2 separate regions of the Sus scrofa genome follow, and region 1 is linked to region 2. A link is a contact called in public HiChIP or PLAC-seq data. All regions are on one chromosome and are shown on one strand. Each heading gives the region's core, a stretch centred on a gene start, on an enhancer-like site or on the middle of the called end of the contact. The rest is flanking DNA. Distances are from core to core; before and after follow the strand shown. Region 1 has its middle 26 kb from the start of NXNL2. Region 2 has its middle 44 kb from the start of CDK20.

Region 1 (6,177 bases), core at 162-2,661, 300 kb after region 2:
GGGGCGAAGATGTCCCACGAGGATTCTATGAGGCCTCTGAGAAAAACACAGGACCTGAGAGAACCCCGGCGACCCTGAGCACAGGGCCGGCTGCTGCACAGGATGCTGATATCCGAGCCTCAGGCCGCCACCAGCACAGCCACCACTGTCCATCTCTTCCCCACAGAGCTCCAGGTTCAGCCTTCCCTTCATAACTGAGGTGGAAGGTGGGAACTTGATAAGGCCTCGTATAAAACAGCTAAGAATTTGGGGACCAATTGCTCTGAAGGAAAGTCAAGGGTGGAATAGTCCCTAGAAAATAATGCAAAGGGCAGGTGTTATTAATTAATTAATTAATTAATTATTTGATTTTTTAGGGCTGCACCCTTGGCATATGGAAGTTCCTAGGCTAGGGGTCGAATCAGAGCTGTTGCTGCCAGCCTACACCATAGCCGCAGCAATGCAGGATCCTTAACCCACTTAGCGACATCAAGGATTAAACCTGCATCCTCATGGAAACTAGTCGGGTTCATCGCTGCTGAGCCACAATGGGATCTCCCACGTGTTTTTGATTTATAAGAGGAAACAGGATTCAGCTACAATGAGTAACTGGATATAGGATTAGAAGCCACCTTGGCTAAGGGAGGGGCAAAGAGACCCTGACGCAGCAAGTCTCAAGTGCATGGCTCCCCTTGCTGGATGGGGTGGGGTCGGGTGGCTGGAGTGCCCAGGGCCCTGCCCAGGTGCTTGTAGTGGGAGGTCTTAGGTGGGGAATTGGACATGACTTGCTAGGTGCCACCAACACTCTAATCAGACTTAAAATCTAGAAGGCTGATCCCCTCACCCCGAACAATGAGCTGCCTTGGAGACCAGTTAAATAGTCATTTGTCATGGGATGTTCTGTTACAACTTCCCTCTACCCTCTACCCAAAACCATTACCCACATTTCCAAGGAGATTGCTTCTCCCTTATCCTTGACTATTGACTCAGCACAAGAACAAACCACCCCTTTTCCTATACAACTAACTGCTCCCTAAACAGCGGAGAGCCCGAGTCCTCTTTCAGTGCTCCTGGCCAATCTGTTGGTCAATAAAACTCGCCTGAAGTCTTAGCACTCAGGCTTCCTGCCTCTTTTCTGCTCTAACAGGAGGAATATGTGAATTTGAAAAATGTGGGTAAACATGATGCAAAAAATGGAAACTCTCTTGAGCGAGTCTGAAATCAATTTGGTCATGAAAGTTATTTATTAACTATAGGAAATTTGGAAAATACAAAAAAGAACAGGAAGAGAATAAAAATGACCTGCAGACCCACCGCTGGCCAACATTTTGGTGCTGATAAGCTGGCTTCCAGGCGTGGGAAGTCTGGTGGCAGGTCCCAGGGATGCTGCAGGGCAGGCTGGCCACATGTCCACACTGCCCCCTCGTGGCTGCTTTGTTGACAGCCACTTCCACCTTCAGCGAGGCACCCCCAGCACATCTCCCGCTTCTTCAGAGTGGTGCACCAGCCCAGAGGTTTAGCCTCAGAACCTGGAATCCATGGAGGAGAATGGCTGAGTCTGGGGTTTTCAGGGGCCTCCCCAAGGAGCTCCAGAGAGGGGAACCACACCCAGGCTGTCAGGGGAGCAGAGGACAGTGGTGGAGGGGCACAGGGCAGCCAAGCCCTGAAAGTGGTGGGTGGGCGGTCCAAGCCCATTCATCCTGCTGGTCACTTCATCTCTGCCTAGGAACTCTGGAAGGGACAGTGGGGCCTGGGGACCAAAGACTGAACTTCTTGCTATGTCAGTGGGGGAGGGGTTGTTTCAGAACAAAGGTTTGGGGCATGATGGCAAATGGGACACCCTGTCAAAATGCAAAGATGGGGTAAACAGGTGGTCTTCTGTCTCTTCTAACACCATGGGGGGGTGGTGCATAAAGAATAAGGATAAAGATGCAGCCTTGCCATAGCCCAGCATTCTGAAGTCCCTGGGTGTCAGCTGGCTTTTCTTCACTTTTCATCAGTAGGTGAAACATGGCTAAACATGGCTCTTCTCCTCCACTTATCCTCCATCCTTTTCCTTCTTGTTAAATTTTTTTTTCTTTTTTTCTTTTTTTTTTTCTGTTTTGGCCACCCTGCAGCATGTGGAGATCCCGGACCAGAGCTCAGATCCAAGCACAGCTGAGGCAACTCAGGATTTTTTAACCTACTGTGCCAGGATCAAACCTCCGTCCTGGAGGTACAGAGATGCTGCTGATCTCATTGCACCATAGTGGGAAGTCCCTGTTAAATTTTGAGGAGCCTTTATTTAAAATTTAAAAAACTTTTTATTTTGAAATGTCTTTGGACTTAAAGTTGCAAAACGAGCACAGAGAATTCCCATCTGCTCCCTTGTGTTAGCGTCTTGCATTAGTTACTCTGTGATGGTTGAACTGGGGAATCAACCTCGATATAGCACCATGAAGAAGTCCACCAACCTCATTCAAATTTCATCCATAGCTCTGCTGCACCAGGACCTAGCCCAGTCTCACATGTTACATTTTGTTGTCATTTGTCCTTGGTCACATTTAGTCTGGAATGTACTTTGCCTTTCTTTGTCTTTCACAACCTTCAGACTTTTGAAGAGTGATTGCCAGGATTTGCCACATGTCCCTTAATTTGAGTTTGTCTAATGTTTTCTCATAATTCAAGTCATGCGTTCCTGGCAAGAAGAGAAGTCCACGCAATAGTGTCCTTCTCAGTGCCTCGTGCCGGGAGTCCCATGATGTCAGTGTCACATCTCTGGTGTGAGTCCCATGATGTCAGTGTCACATCTCTTGTGGCACCGATTGGGATCATGTGTTAGGGTGGGCCTGACTGGCTTCTCCGTGACATTATCTTACATAATTACCTTTCGTAATTAGTGTGAGTCTCAACACTGGCCTTTGAACACACTGACTTCCACGGTCTGACAGTTCAGTCTTCTAAGCTTGCCACTGCCCACGTCTGGAGGTCTTCAGACCCTACAGGGAAGGGCGGATGGCAACTGGAACAGCGAGAAAGCGGGGGGACCAGAATGGGGCTTGTCCTCAGTTCCTAATCCATGAGCTCCAAAATGGGAGGTGGGTAGTTCCCATTGTGTCTCAGAGGGTTAAGGACCTGACTAGGATCCATGAGGATGAGAGTTTGAACCCTGGCCTTGCTCAGTGGGTTAAGGATCCAGCATTGCCATGTGCTGTGGCGTTAAGTCATAGACATGGCTCGGATCCTGCGTTGCTGTGGCTGTGTTGTAGGCTGGTAGCTGCAGCTCTAATTTTTTCTCTAGCCTGGGAACTTCCATATGCTGCAGGTGCGGCCCTAAAAGGACAAAAGACAAAATAGGAGGGGGGTCAAGGATGATCAAAACAAGTAGTATCCCTCATTTTTTCCTACTTGACAGTGAATATGGGTGATTTTCTTTTCTTTTCTTTTCTTTTTTTTTTCTTTAGGGCCGCACCTGTGGCATTTGGAAGTTCCCAGGCTAGGGGTCAAATCAGAGCTGTAGCTGCCAGCCTCTGCCACAGCAACAGCAAAGCCATATCCGAGCCGAGTCTGCAAACTACACCACAGCTCATGGCAAACCCGGATTCTTAATCCACTGATTGAGGCCAGGGATCAAACCTGTGTCCTCATGGATACTAATCAGAGTTGTTTCTGCTGAACCACGTTGGGAACTCCCTGAGTGTGGGTGATTTTAAATGAGGTAGCTATTCAACTAACCTATTTCTTTGTGAGTGTCTTTTTCCAAATCCATAAAAGCATATGTTGAGTGGACTTGAAGGCACAGGGCACCTGGTGACACGGAGGCTTCTCTCTATAGTTGAGAAGGTTCTATTTTTATTTTATTTTGTTTTATTTGAGGGCCACACGCACGGCAGGTGGAAGTTCCCAGTCTAGGGGTTGAATCAGAGCTGATCTGAGCTGAGTCTGTGAGCTACACCACAGCTCGCTACAATGTCAGATCCTTAACCCACTGAGTGAGGCCAGGGATCCAACCTGCATCCTCATGGATGCTAGTCAGATTCATTTCCTCTGAGCCACAAAGGGAACTCTAAGAAGGTTCTGTTTTTAGAGGTGAATCTTAACTGTGGGCAAGATGACAACAGTTGTGTCTGGTGGCAGTGAATGTGAGTCTGTGGAGAACAGTGGCACTTGGCCTATGTCCTTACGGGGGCCCTGATTTCTCTCCCTGGTAATCCCTTCTTCTCAGAACTCCCTCTGAGTTCTCCCTCACTGCTTCTGTCATCCCTCACCTGGACTCTGGAAGAATATTTGAGTTGCGGAAAGCTTTGCTCTTTGCAACTTCGTAGCCACATCTTTCTAAAAAGAAATATTTGGGGAATAGGGAAGATTAAAAGGCTCATTAAAAGAACAGTTTAAGGAGTTCCCTTCATAGTCAGTGGTTAATAAATCCAACTAGGAATGATGAGGTTGTGGGTTCAACCTCTGGCCTTGCTCAGTGGGTTAAAGATCTGGCATTGCTGTGACCTGTGGTGTAGGTTACAGATGTGGCTCGGATCTGGTGTGGCTGTGGCTGTGGCTGTGGCTGGCAGGAACAGCTCTTGATTCCCTTGCCTGGGGGGTAGGGGGAGGAAAAGTTTAAGAGGGGGAATCGCACTGTTAGCTTTTGCTGCATAACAAAGCATCCCAAACTTTAGGGGCATAAAACAACACTCATTTTCTCTCACTTGCAAGTCAAAAAGCCTGTTGGGGAGTTCCCGTTGTGGTGCAACGGGATGGGTGGCATCTCTGGAGTGCTGGGACACAGGTTAGATCCCTGGCCTGGAGGTGCCACAGCTGTGGCGTATGTTGCAACTGTCGCTCAGATCTGATCCCTGGTCCAGTAATTGCACATTTAACCCAGGGTGGCTAAAAAAGAAAAATAAATAAATAAAAACAAGAGCCTGTTTGTCTCGGCTGCACTCTCCCATGCATCTGTGGTCAGAGAGCAGGTGGACATCTGGGCACCTTGGTTCTGCTCCTTGCAGCCTCTTGTTCCCCAGCAGGCTCTCGTGGGCTCATTCTCCTGGGCATTGGGGCATACCAAGCGGATGCAGCTGGGTTCAAGTCTCTGCTTGCACCACATTTGCTATATTTCCATTGGTGGCTCTGCCCAAAGTCAGTGTAGGAAGAGGCTGCCTGAGGGTGTGAACACACGGAAACAGATTATAGTCATGTTTGCAAGCTCTCTCCCAGGGAAATCACTGTTTATTTGGCATTAAGCACCAAACTGTTTTTTTCTTTTTTTAATTTTGATTTGGGTGGTTTTAAAATGTATTTTCCAAGACTCAGCAGAGACCTTGAAAACATAAGGTAGACATTTGTAATAACTATTTTAACGTTCTTTTCGGCTAATTCCTCTGTGTGTGTTAATTCTGGTTTGGTTTTATTGGTTGGCTTTTCTTCTCATTCTGGAGTGGGATTGGGAATACATGAGGTGGATGTGGGGTCTACAGGTCTGCCTGGGAAGAAACTGCTAGCTGATTTTTGTGCGTGCGTGCGTGTGGGTGTGTGTGTGTGTGTGTGTGTGTGTGTGTGTGTAAAACAAAATATTTAATTATAAATTACGTAATAATTTGTGGCTTCATCAGAATGCATTACCATGCTATATTATTAGGCTGTCTTCCTATAATGTCTCTTTCTGTGGGCCGTACAAGAAATTAGGTGACACGAGGGTGACATAAAGAGTCATATATTTTTGCCTTTAAGACACAGCCCAGTTGTCAGCATGCTCTTGCCATAGACGAGTTTCTTTTTTTTTTAATTGTTATTTCCCCAATACAATTTTTTTTTTTTTTACTGTACAGCATGGTGACCCAGTTACACATACATGTACACATTCTATTTTTGCACATTATCCTGCTCCATCATAAGTGACTAGACATAGTTCCCAGTGCTACACAGCAGGATCTCATTGCTAATCCATTCCAAAGGCAATAGTTTGCATCTATTAACCCCAAGCTCCCCAACCACCCCACTCCCTTCCCCCCCGCCCCCGGCAACCACAAGTCTGTTCTCCAAGTCCATGATTTTCTTTTCTGTGGAAAGGTTCATTTGTGCCTTATATTAGATTCCAGTTATAAGTGATATCACATGGTATTTGTACTTTTCTTTCTGATTTACTTCACTCAGGATGAGAGTCTCTGGTTCCATCCATGTTGCTGCAAATGGCATTATTTCATTCTTTTTTATGGCTGAGTAGTG
Region 2 (6,111 bases), core at 2,953-5,452:
AGACTGTCTAGGTCAAAGGTCCCCTTTGGGCTTTTTCATAGCCTTTTTCTGGCTTTTTCAATAATGAACTCCAAAAGAGCTATTTCTTTAGATGCCGCTCACTTTTATCTCTCTGGCCTTTTTATAACCAGTGACTCCGTGTTCTACAGACTTCTTTTCCTGAATCGGAGTGCTAGCTTATCCAAATCAAAGAGTCACTGAGAATGTGGTTCTGTTTTCATCTTGTATCTTCCAAAGAGGATTTGAAATACAGCCTTTACTGGGGAGAAGGATGGTGGTCCCATCAGGATTTGCAAGCTAAACTGTTCTCGTCTCGTCAACTCTGTCCTTATGCACCTCTGACAAGTTGGATTAAGATTTGTTCTGAGGGGCATATATTTTATTGGGGAATAACAATTTTTAAAAAATTAAAAATAAAAAAAAAAAAATTGTTCTGAGGGAGTTCCTGTCGTGCTCAGTGGTTAACGAACCCAGCTAGCATCCATGAGGGCTTGGGTTTGACCCCTGGCCTCGCCCAGTGGGTTAAGGATCTGGCTTTGCTGTGAGCTGTGGTGTAGGTCTTGGACTTGGTTCAGATCCTGCACTGCTGTGGCTCTGGTATAGGCCGGCAGCTACAGCTCAGATTCGACTCCTAGCCTGGGAACCTCCATATGCCACCAGTGCAGCCCTAAAAGACAGAAAGACCAAAAAAAAGATTTGTTCTGATATTTGCATGGTTACCTGAAAGTATTATTATTTGTTCCCTCTGAGGCAGACTTGAGAGGGTCACTGTAGCCTCCTCCCAACCCCCCAAAAAAGTTCTCCAAAAGGAGCAGGAGTGTCAGGCATATAGCCATCTCCAAGTTCACTCTTGTGATCAGAATGCACCAAACAATCCACAAAACAGGACATTTCTGTTTGAACGACTGAAATTAAAAGATTGCAGCCAAACATTGAACTATAATTTATTTTACTATCAAAGAGACACATCACTGCGGAGGGACAGAGGGCTTAGATGTGCTGATGTGGCCCGTGGACTGCAATCCAATGCCAAGATGTACGGATCATCCTGGCCCCTTCACAGGGGTTTAGAAGGTCCGGGAAGGGGGTTATGATGCCTGTTTGTGGAATTCTGAAAGGCAGAAACAGGGCAGCTATAGGCCATAAAACTCTACTTTCTTTTGTGTTATGATTCCTACTCATCAAATGATAGGATTTGAGCCACGTGAAGCTATGTTAAGTGGTGCAAAATGGAGTCACCATGGCTAACATGACTTCCATGTTGGTTCTTTGAAACGTCTGGTATCGGACTGCAGGTAACTTGGAGTGATGAACTATGAGTGTCACTGTAGATAGGAATTTGTTTGGCAACATTGGTGGAAAGACTTCAGTGCAACAACTGATAAAAACAAGACCTCCTGGCTCTTGTTCCACTTTTCCAGCAGACTTCTTCAGATGAGGACACCAGAGCCCAGCACCATGAGGGCTCTCTGCTGAAGGACCTCACTCCATGCTGCTGAGAGCTATTCCAGATGGACCTGCCAGAGGAGCAGAAGCAACTTTCCACCCACTCTTGTCAAGAGACCTATTGCAGGTCCAGAGACTCCTGTTCATTGCGACGTCTTATTTCTGGACTTCTCGCTGGAAAGGTTCATTACCCCTTTCCTGTTTTCTCCCTACTATGACTAAGCTGTGCAGTGTGCTAATTGTGTGCAATAAACCAAGCAACTCGTGAATTGAACTTTGATTCTGTCTCATGTATCTTCAATCCCACGCCGCACCTCTGGGCCTCACCACTGTGCCCCGCAACAAAGTTCCAAGATTAATAGGAAATTTGGGCAGAAGAAAGTCTGTGACCCTCACATTCATCTTTCTGTGTTTCTGTTTTCTCACCTCTTCTTGTTCAAGTCTCTCTGTCTTCTCACTCATTTATATTTCCTCTGCCTTTTCATATCAATGGCTTCTCAGTTCTGACAGGGGTTAAAGATGGCCTTTCCAGGAGTTCTCATGATGGCTTAGAGGTAACGAACCTGACTAATATCCATGAGGATCAGGTTCATCCCTGGCTCTGCTAAGTGGGTTAAGGATCCAGCATTTCCATGAGCTGTGGGATAGTTGCAGATATGGCTTGGATCTTGCGTTGTGGTGGCTATGGCTGTGACTGGCAGGCTGCAGCTCTGATTCGACACCTAGCCTGGGAACTTCCCTATGCCGTGAGTGTGGTCCTAAAAATACAAAAAAAAAAAAAAAAAAAAAAAAAAAAAGACAGCTTCTACATAAAAACTGCTTGAGTTTACCCTACATTATCACTTGTGCCTAACTCAGACAGGGGTGAGATGGTACATACTCTGACTAGAACATCAGTTTGCCCAAGTTTTTCTGCATCTGGCTCCATGCTCAAATCAGACAGGCCCAGTCATTCAAGAGCCATTTGATTCAAGGAAAGAAGTCCTTCCTGCTTAAAAATTATTGCAGAACATGCTCTCACTTTGATTCTGGGCTGGACACTGAGCTGTATGAAGCTACTAATGGTTAAAAGACAAAATCTTAAATACAAGAGGACCCTGAGGAGCAAGGCCAGGTGTTTTGAATTTGCTCTGAGACAATGGGGATAAAACTTCCAAAGGAAAACAAATATGTGCAGTGATAAGTGTCAGGCCTGCTTCTGAGCTCTTCCAGTTCCATGTGCCAAGTGTAAGACATGGTGCCTTGCAGACAAAATGTTTGCCTTGCTGAATAATGAATACCAGATACTAACTGAAATGGAGAATGATATTAGATACACAAAGTAGCATTTTCCCTACACTTTCACCTTTTTTTTTTTTTTTTTTTCCTCTTTTTAGGGCTGCACCCATGGCATATGGAGTTTCCCAGGCTAAGGGTCGAACTAGAGATTGAGCCACTGGCCACAGCAATGAGGGATCCAAGCTGCATCTGCAACCTACACTACAGCTCATGGCAATGCCAGAGCCTTAACCCACGGAGTGAGGCCAGGGATTGAACCTTCGGCCTCATGTTTACTAGTCAGATGCGTTTCTGCTGAGCCACGATGGAAACTTTCTTACACTTTCACCCTTAAAGGATACTTCAACAGTCACTGATACCCTAACTGATAGGTTCCCAGGAGGATGGAACAGACAACCCCCCCCGCCCAAATGTGGCTGTTCTCCTTGGAGACCTGCTGTGGACACCCTTTTCCAGAATATGGAGGCTCAAGTTGGGCAGCAAGAAACAATGGCCTGAGGGAAACAACTACCTGCATAGATTAACCGCCTACAAGGATTAACCGCCCTCTGTCCTGGGACTCAACCCCTACCCCTCCCTTGACCTTCTCCTCCTCCTTCTTTGTCATTCCTGCCACAATTCCCACCCTGAACTCCAGCCACAGATTCCAGCCACAGATCCTTTGTAAGCCTAGCATCTCCTCCTCACAGTAGGCGCTGGCTCCCTCTTGAGCTCAGCCCATCCCCCCTCTCATGCCTTAATAAATCTCTCCTGCTTTACCAACTTGGCCTTGAGTTCCTCTCTCCGCACTAACACTATCATTTTCTAGAATGTTTATATTATACAAGTATAATTTTAAATGATATCGTATTGCATTACAGTCTCCTAAAAATGCTGAGACTAATAAAGACAAATTTTCATTTAGAACACAACTGTCGTGTATTTTTTTTTTTTTAGTGACTAGGAAGTCAGTTTCTCTTTCATAATGACAATTATTGCAAACACTTCTGGGAGTTTTTGCAATGTTTTCTTCGGAATGCTTCATTCAACAGTTCCCCATTTTCAAAGCCATCACTGTTTAACACTTTGAACAGAGTGTGAAATAACTGGTCTTTGGCTCTCACAAAAAGCACACAGCTTAGTAATGAGAGCCCCAAGTTTAAATATTTATTGGGCATCCCCTCAAAGGACTATAACACGACACTTTAAGAGTCCTTAAGGAAAAAGAAGCCACACAAAGAGGGAGGCTGAGTGTGAGAACCAGGCCCATCTGCTGGTGTACTGGGGTCTGCAGTCCTAGCCTCCAGCATCAGGAATCCAGCGGGTTTTCTAAGAGGTTTCTATTTCTGGCTCCTTTTACAAAATGCATCTCAAGGCAGCTTGATTAGCAGGGAAGTGCTTGAGAAAACAAAAGCAAAAGGTTCAGTAAGTGGAAGAGAGCCCGGGGCTAGTGCCCTCTGGGGCACTCTCCCTACCACAGTTTCTTAAGCTTAAAAGCCTCTGCTGTGGGAGAGGGTTCAGCTTCTGGGCTAGAGCTGGCTAAAGCAGCCAGCTGGGCTGCGCTGAGAGGACCAGGCTCCCCGCTAGAATATCTGTCCAAAATGCCCTGGTCTGCCTTCTTCTCTGCTTATGGAGATGCCTGCCCAATTCTGGCAGTGATAGGTGATCTTGAGAAAACAAACATCAAACAGGACACCAACTTGCTGTTTCTCAGGCAGGTTCAACAGCATCCCAGTCCATTTCACCCATGTCCTCCTCGCTATGACAGAGCCCCTGAGGGGTGACTTTTCAGTCTCCTGAGTCCTCCAAAAGAGGGTGCTGTAAGGAAAAGAAGTCTCAGTCTCCTTCTGAATGGGCTCCATCAGACCTGTGGCCTCCACTGTTTCTATGAACAGCTGAGGATCATTTCTTAGAATAGGGTCTGAGAAATTTTCACACACTGAGATAGAGGGCAGTCATGCATGAGTTAGCTTGAATTTTATGTTAACTAAAATCAAGTACACATCACGCATCTACTTTGATTATTAAAGAAAAGGGCACGGTGACCAGGAGTAAGCATGTCCATGTTAAAAAGAAAGATTAAACATCTCTCCCCCTGGGAAGCCAGTGCTGATTCTTCTTTGATCAGAACACTCCCTGGCTAGGTGCTGAGACCATGCTGACTCACTGTATACATTTTGATCTGTGGGGGGGGGTTTGTTTTGTCTTTTTAGGCCATACCAGCAGCATATGGAGGTTCCCAGGCTAGGGGTCTAATTGGAGCTACAGCTGCCGGCCTACGCCACAGCCACAGCAACGCCAGATCCGAGCCTCGTCTGTGACCTACACAACAGCTCGTGGCCAAGCCGGATCCTTAACCACTGATGAGCCAGGATCGAACCGCAACTCATGTTCCTAGTCAGATTCGTTTCCACTGCACCACAACGGGAACGCCTGTGTTTTTGTTTTCACTTTTTTCCAAAAATTTGAAGGAATGTATCCCTGACTTTTTTTGTTTGTTTCTCTTCCTTTTTTTTTTCTTTTGTCTTTTTTTTTTTTTTTTTTTGTAATTTATTTTTTTCCACTGTACAGCAAGGGATCAAGTTATCCTTACATGTATACATTTTCCCCACCTTTTCTGTTGCAACTGAGTATCTAGACATAGTTTCAATGCTACTCAGCAGGATCTCCTTGTAAACTATCTCAGTTGCGTCTAAAACCCAAGCTCCCGATCCTCCACTCCTCCTCTCCATCAGGCAGCCACAAGTCTATTTTCCAAGTCCGTGATTTTTTTTCTGTGGAGATGTTCATTTGTGCTGGATATTATCTTTTTGTCTTTTTAAGGCCACACCCAAGGCACATGGAGGTTCCCAGGCTAGGGGTCAAATCAGAGCTGTAGCCACTGGCCTACACCAGGGCCACAGCAAAGCAGGATCCGAGCTGCATCTGTGACCTATACCACAGTTCATGGCAACGCCGGATCCTTAACCCACTGAGTGAAGCCAGGGATCGAACCTGCATCCTCATGGATGCTAATTGGATTTGTTAAATGCTGAGCCATGATGGGAACTCCATATCCCTGACTTCTTTAATGTTCTTTGTTCTGGCAAGATATAAAACTGTGCTAAAAACCCTGCTTCTCCAGATCAGCTTCTCAGAGTAATCTGGGAAGCGGGCTTCTAGGCTAGTCCTCAGTTTGGCTCAAATAAAGCTCTTCTCTTATTATAGATGGTTTATTGAGTATTGTAACTGACAAAATTCAGGAGTTTTTTTTCTCTATGAGCAGTTATTTTCTAGCAGAGGCTGTGTAGGTGGAAAATTGAGGTACATCTCAGAATTTTCTTTTTAAAAAGGAAGAAGAAGGATGATTGAAATTAAAAAGTTTAGAGACATGAGCCCACATCCTTCAACTAATGTCATCTCATTGTG

What was found. HiChIP or PLAC-seq counts read pairs in DNA pulled down with a chosen protein or histone mark.
Region 1: an H3K27ac HiChIP or PLAC-seq map of alveolar macrophages shows a contact between it and region 2. The contact joins two enhancer-like sites. A contact is called at or near these places in 7 of 47 Hi-C or Micro-C datasets (embryonic fibroblasts, epiblast stem cells, fetal heart ventricle and 4 more) and 1 of 2 datasets of contacts at active chromatin or transcription factors (alveolar macrophages).

The regions. Positions count from the first base shown.
Region 1 is chr14:371,455-377,631 of Sscrofa11.1, forward strand. No RefSeq gene overlaps it. Among named protein-coding and RNA genes, the nearest start is that of NXNL2, 26 kb to the left of the region's middle. Within about 2 kb of position 1,412, at least 2 of the 83 cell types and tissues checked have an H3K27ac peak or open chromatin away from gene starts, as enhancers often do. A contact at or near this core is called in alveolar macrophages, where this site is marked.
Region 2 is chr14:64,374-70,484 of Sscrofa11.1, forward strand. No RefSeq gene overlaps it. Among named protein-coding and RNA genes, the nearest start is that of CDK20, 44 kb to the left of the region's middle. Within about 2 kb of position 4,203, at least 12 of the 83 cell types and tissues checked have an H3K27ac peak or open chromatin away from gene starts, as enhancers often do. A contact at or near this core is called in alveolar macrophages, where this site is marked.